Regions from separate parts of the Triticum aestivum genome. Here region 1 is linked to region 2. The links are chromatin contacts, called in public Hi-C maps. All regions are on one chromosome and are shown on one strand. The core of a region is the stretch at or near the end of the contact, and the rest is flanking DNA. Distances in the headings are between cores, read along the strand shown. Region 1 holds the start of LOC123078107 (phosphatidylinositol transfer protein 3). Region 2 holds the start of LOC123078106 (protein PHYTOCHROME KINASE SUBSTRATE 4).

Region 1 (2,991 bases), core at 161-2,660, 180 kb after region 2:
TCTGCTTGGTAAATAGAACAGCCAAATGGCCTTAAGATTAAGTACTTCAGTTGAGACAAATAGAGCTCTAAAGTTGAAGAGTGGCATCTTACTTTCTCTTGCTGTTCTTCCAAGGTCAAGGTTTTCTCCGTTGTACCACCATTGCTTGACTTCCATAGAAATGACATTTTGCCAACTAAAGGGGGACGACTCTATCAGATATGTAACTGAAACACCTGCAAAAAATATTATCGCACGGATGAATGCGCATAAATTATCTCCATCTTCGTATGGGAAGAAAAACTGGCGAAGGAACAGAATGACAACTCAGTAAGCCAGTGTGATGGAAGGAGTGTGACATAACTAAAAATTCAGGTAACAACGTAGTACAAAACTAACAAAATTTGGTTTGTAGCTAGAACAAAAAAAAACTAAGAAATTCATAATAAAAAAACGCACAGCTCCAAGAGCCGCTGAAAAAAGAGAGGAAATTAACAGGATGAGCCACAAACCATGGGAACCTCTGAAATGGGAGGAACCTCTTTTTTTTGCGAAAGGAAATGGGAGGAGAGGAACCTATAAGCACAAGGCACTAATTCCACTGTAGCGTCGGTTATAATACTGGTGCCTGATGGAACACCTTACGATCAAGACGCGATAACGCTGTGGAATATTTATATACGCTTCAGCTGTCCCTTTCTCCCCGTAGAACTGGATCTACTGATGCCACACACAGCTGTCGGTGGGCTGAAGAACAAACAGGTCGAGATCAAGTCCAGGCTAAAAACTACCTGCGGTTCCTACCTTCCAGGAGCGTAACCAGCGAAAAAATCGGTAGAATTCCAGGAGGAGCAGATCGAAATCTACCAAATTTCCTCACATCCAATCGTCCAAAACAACACCAGACAAGCGCCGACGAGGGATCTAGAACCCCAGAAATCTACAATCGAACCGGCCTCTATAAAAAACCAAAGAGCACACAGCAACAGTTCACGCGTCTGCCTGAACCATTCAAACAGGAGGAACCGGGATGGCAGGCGGCGGCCACGCACCTCGGGAATCGGGATCCCGCTTCTCGGCGCCGGCGAGGACGGGCGACACCACACGCCGAGATCGGTCGCCAGGCACCGCAAGTTCTCGGAAGGATCCCCCGTGAGGAGCAGCCGTGGAGGAAATGTGGAGCAGCTGAGAGGGCCGAGCGGTAGTGGCCTAGTGGGGTAGCCGGAGGAGGGATAAAGCGGGGCGGTGGAGGGGAGGGAGAAGAGTCCTTCGCGGCGTACGCGTGGCGTGCGAGACCGGGCGGGCGGAGGGGCGGAAAGTCGCCTCGCCACCGTGCGGTAGGAGCACCAGCCAGGCGTTGGCGCGTCAGCCGTCAGGTGTCTGCCGCAGCGGCCGTGGAGGCGCCGCGCGTCGGTTTCACTAGGAGGTGCTCGGCAGGGGATGCTCCTCCAGATTTTTCTTATAGCGAAGGAAGGATTTGCAAGGTATAAAAGTCCAAAAAGAAAGTCAAATAATATTTCTCTTTTCTTTAACACACTGCATACTCGGATGCTCACATACGCACATATACTCATCCTATGAAAGCATGCTCGCACACCTATCCTATAAGGATTCGCTTGATGTTTCTTTCGCAAAGTATCTGTAATATGCCTATCATCTGAAAAAGAAGCATTAAAGAGAGGGATTTTAAAGACCCGTGTAATATTTCTTTTCAAGGATACATTAAAGAGAGAGATCAATATCATAGAAGAAAAGTCAAGCAACTCATACAATGCATTTTGGCATGCACAACACCACGATTACAACAACAAAATAACTCGCCTAGTCAAACCCCAAGCCAGGTATGGTGAGGAGGCAAGACTCGGAGCTCAAAACCACATGGCCCCTTTGGTAAGCAACTTAAAAACAAACAAGACTCGAAGCTTAAAGACTGCATCACGACCAAAACAGAATACCTTGAAAGCACGCCTTGACTTCAGCCAGGCTGGGTCAACGCGTCATCCATCCTTAGCGCTTAGAAGTCGACGAGTGAACAGTAGAAATCAGTCAGACTCGGAGAAGATGTCATCCAAGAGATACTAACAACGGAGTAATTGCACCGTGAAAATCTATAACCATAGACACATTGCCGAAATCCTTCTCGTAGATACCAATGCGACCACCACCTCCGGCTTCAACCCTGGTAGCTACCATGGGCACCCAGGCATCACCTTCAAGGTGGGGACGGCACTGCTGTTGGAAATATGCCCTAGAGGCAATAATAAATGATTATTATTATATTTCTTTGTTCATGGTAATTGTCTATTGTTCATGCTATAATTGTATTGTCCGGAAATCGTAATACATGTGTGAATACATAGACCACAACGTGTCCCTAGCAAGCCTCTAGTTGACTAGCTCGTTGATCAACAGATAGTCATGGTTTCCTGACTATGGACATTGGATGTCATTGATAACGGGATCACATCATTAGGAGAATGATGTGATGGACAAGACCCAATCCTAAGCATAGCATAAAAGATCGTGTAGTTTCGTTTGCTAGAGCTTTTCCAATGTCAAGTATCTTTTCCTTAGACCATGAGATCGTGCAACTCCCGGATACCGTAGGAGTGCTTTGGGTGTGCCAAACGTCACAACGTAACTGGGTGACTATAAAGGTGCACTACGGGTATCTCCGAAAGTGTCTGTTGGGTTGGCACGGATCGAGACTGGGATTTGTCACTCCGTGTGACGGAGAGGTATCTCTGGGCCCACTCGGTAATGCATCATCATAATGAGCTCAATGTGACTAAGGCGTTAGTCACGTGATCATGCATTGCGGTACGAGTAAAGAGACTTGCCGGTAACGAGATTGAACAAGGTATTGGGATACTGACGATCGAATCTCGGGCAAGTAACATACCGATTGACAAAGGGAATTGCATACGGGATTGATTGAATCCTCGACACCGTGGTTCATCCGATGAGATCATCGTGGAACATGTGGGAGCCAACATGGGTATCCAGATCCCG
Region 2 (2,914 bases), core at 182-2,681:
GATTACTTGTTCTATGTAGTGTTGCCGTGTTGGTTAGATTACGTTTCATCTTTAGATTAAGTTACAAATTCTTCTGCAACACACATATTACAGCATTTACATCTATGATCTTTGCTCTGCCACTGCCATTACTCATTTCTATACATTCGATGAGCTAAAGTTTTAATTCTATCTGCAGCTGGTACAATACCAGCCCTTGCACAACTGGTTTCGTCGTCCTGTCATGCCGCCATGTCATCGCCCTCGTTCGCCCGCCCTGCTTCTCGCGATGACATGCACAAGAGCAGAGGCTCCTCGCCATTGTAATTTACTAGCGCAGCCGACCAGCTACTGAATACTGCTCTAAGAAATCTGTGCCACCTTATAAAGGATGTAAATGTTAAGATTTCATGCAGAAGGATGTTTTAACTGACATGTGCTCCTTTCACTTAGTTTTTGTTGGTATCTATCTCTATGTATAGGTTATGCCCTCTATCTTGTGTTAATTTTTTGTATTAAAATAAGTATTGCAGTGTTGTGAACCAGCTTAAACCAGCCAGAGGTTCAGCTATTTTCGTCTGCAAAATGCAAGCATGCGTTGGTCTATGATTGTTCAACCTTGAATTACATTTGATAGGACATGAGTATGTAAATGCAGTTGTTCGTGATTTGATAGCTTCAGTCGTATTTATCGTTGTTCTAGGTGTGCTTGCTCTAAAGTTTGAAACACTGGGCCTTTTGTTTGTTTACTTTTTGGAGGATTTCTTTAGATGTTTTTGGCTATGTATGTCATTTCTTTCACAGGAAGGTATGTAGGTAGTAAATTCCTTAGGAGTGTGTCCATATCGATCCAATTCCTAAGGATTCGTGCCATTAAGTGAAACCGGATGGAAATTCCCAAGGATTGGAGTGGGGCATGCATCACAATCGTGACCAGTTTGCCTACGGCATTTGATAGATTATCGAATTAGATAAGCGATTGCTAGTTGAGTGGATGGTATATTGTCATCGGTGAGGCTGTCGCCGATTCGGTGGTAGTGGCTCGTTTGGACGCCACGTAGTAGATCCTGGCCGTTTCCCGGCGAGTACACTGCATGCAGCGACGTATCTGTATCTTGTATCGTTCATTGGATCGTCGCGCTTAGTTTTGGATGGCATGGAACTCATCATTCGTGTGGAAACGCACTCCGCCTGTCGATGATGATGCATTGCACTTGGCGATTGCAATCGTTTCGGGGTTTGTTCGTGCAAGCGGATTTCAACCACGCTCCCAGAGAGAAGGAAGAACACGCAGAATTGGGCGATCAGAGGGAGGCAGGATGATGAGAGGATGGCGCGAAAACGAAAAGACTGAATGTACCACTCGGCACGGCACAGTCTTGGTGCCCACCCCGCGTCCCCGAGCTGCAGTTGGCCGCTGGCGCAGAGCACCTCTCCTCCCGGCTCGCATGCCGTCGCTCGCCCGCCCGCACTTGGCTCCCGCCCCACGCCAGCCACACACATTTTTAAACGCGCGCGACACGGACGCTTACACCTCCCCGCCCGTCCCGCCGGTAGCGGAAGCGGAGGCAGTAGCGTCTCGGCACGCACTGGTGCGCCCGCGCGCCGTCGCCGTCTAGCCCAGCCTGTCGCGCCTTGGCTCTGCCCGCGCTCCCGCCCCTACAAATTCCTCCACTCAACCAGCCACCTCTCCGCCAACTCTCTCGCGCACACTGAACGAGTGACCCAAGCGTGCCGTCTTATCTCTCCTCCTGTATTGTATACATGGACCGCTACAGAGTGGCGCCGGCGCGGCCTGTCTTCCTCTCCGGCCACCTGCAGCCCGCGGCTGCCACCCGGCGCTCGGGCGGCGCCGAGCGGGAGCTCGACATCTTCACGGCCGATCGCTACTTCAACGCCGCGGACGCCGTCAAGTACAGCGCCGCCGCGGTCCATGCGGACGACCCGCCGCGCCAGCTGCCCGTCGCTGCCGTGGATGCGGCGGCAAGCCAGAGCAGCCTCACCGCGGCGTCGTCCGAGGTGAGCTGGAACAGCCGCTCCGGGCTGCTCGCCAGCAACCAGTCGCCGTCGGCGGCTAGGCAGCACGACAAGGGCTATGGCGGTGGCGTCAACGGCGTCGTCGTCCTAGATACGAGGGACGATCGGTATCACCGCGGCGGCAAGAAGCCTGCCGCCGCCGGCTTCGGGCAGCGCTGGGGGATCTTCAGCCGGGACTGCCCCTGCGCCGGCAGGAAGGCCGTCACCGTCGACGTCGCCTCCGAGCCGACCACCCCGAGGGTCCACGCGAGGTTCGACGCCAGGGAGGAGAGCGCCGTCTTTAAGGCCAACGGGCTGCCTCCTCCGTCTACAAACGACGAGCCCGGCGTGATGAAGATTTTTACGACGGGGAGCTGCGCGTTCCCGCTTCGCGCCAACAACAACATCCTCGCTCCGGCTACAGATCATGGGACCAGCGCTTCTTTCCCCGCATTCCCGCCCGACGTAGGCCGCCGCGTGGTGAGCTCTGGCGGATTCACCTTCCCGGTGATCAGCCCGTCCAAGGCCATCAGCAGCAGCGTCGTCGACGAGCCGCCGCGCGAGTCGCTGGAGGTGTTCCGTCCCATCGACGAGGACTCGGTGGTGCTCGTGGACCCGCCGCCACCCCTAGCCGCGGCCGCTTTTCTGCGCGCGCCGGCGGTAGTGTCGGCCATGGACGACGACGCGATGAGCGACGCGAGCTCCGACCTGTTCGACCTGGAGAGCTTCGCGGCGTCATCGTCGTACCCGACCACGTACCGTGGTCGCAGTAGCCGGCGCAACTCGGGGGACGACGACCTGGAGTACGCCACCGCGGCCGCGGAGCCAGCGCTGAGCGAGTGCATGTACGCGCCGAGCGAGGCGAGCGTGGTGTGGAGCGTGGCCACGGCCGAGGGCGTGGCCTACGACACCGGCAGCG

The links. A called contact is a pair of places that touch in the nucleus more often than the background predicts.
Region 1: a Hi-C map of leaf shows a contact between it and region 2, with 2.9 times the contacts expected there. The contact joins the promoter of LOC123078107 here to the promoter of LOC123078106 in region 2. A contact is called at or near these places in 2 of 5 Hi-C or Micro-C datasets (both in leaf).

What each region holds. Positions count from the first base shown.
Region 1 is chr3D:171,901,698-171,904,688 of IWGSC CS RefSeq v2.1, forward strand. It overlaps LOC123078107 (phosphatidylinositol transfer protein 3), which reads right to left and starts at 1,411. Exons shown (of 6, transcript XM_044500506.1): 1 at 1,032-1,411; 2 at 93-215; 3 at 1-4. The coding sequence starts at 167.
Region 2 is chr3D:171,717,631-171,720,544 of IWGSC CS RefSeq v2.1, forward strand. It overlaps LOC123078106 (protein PHYTOCHROME KINASE SUBSTRATE 4), which reads left to right and starts at 1,432. Exons shown (of 1, transcript XM_044500505.1): 1 at 1,432-2,914. The coding sequence starts at 1,744. It overlaps LOC123078105, which reads left to right. Exons shown (of 6, transcript XM_044500504.1): 6 at 179-585. The coding sequence ends at 306.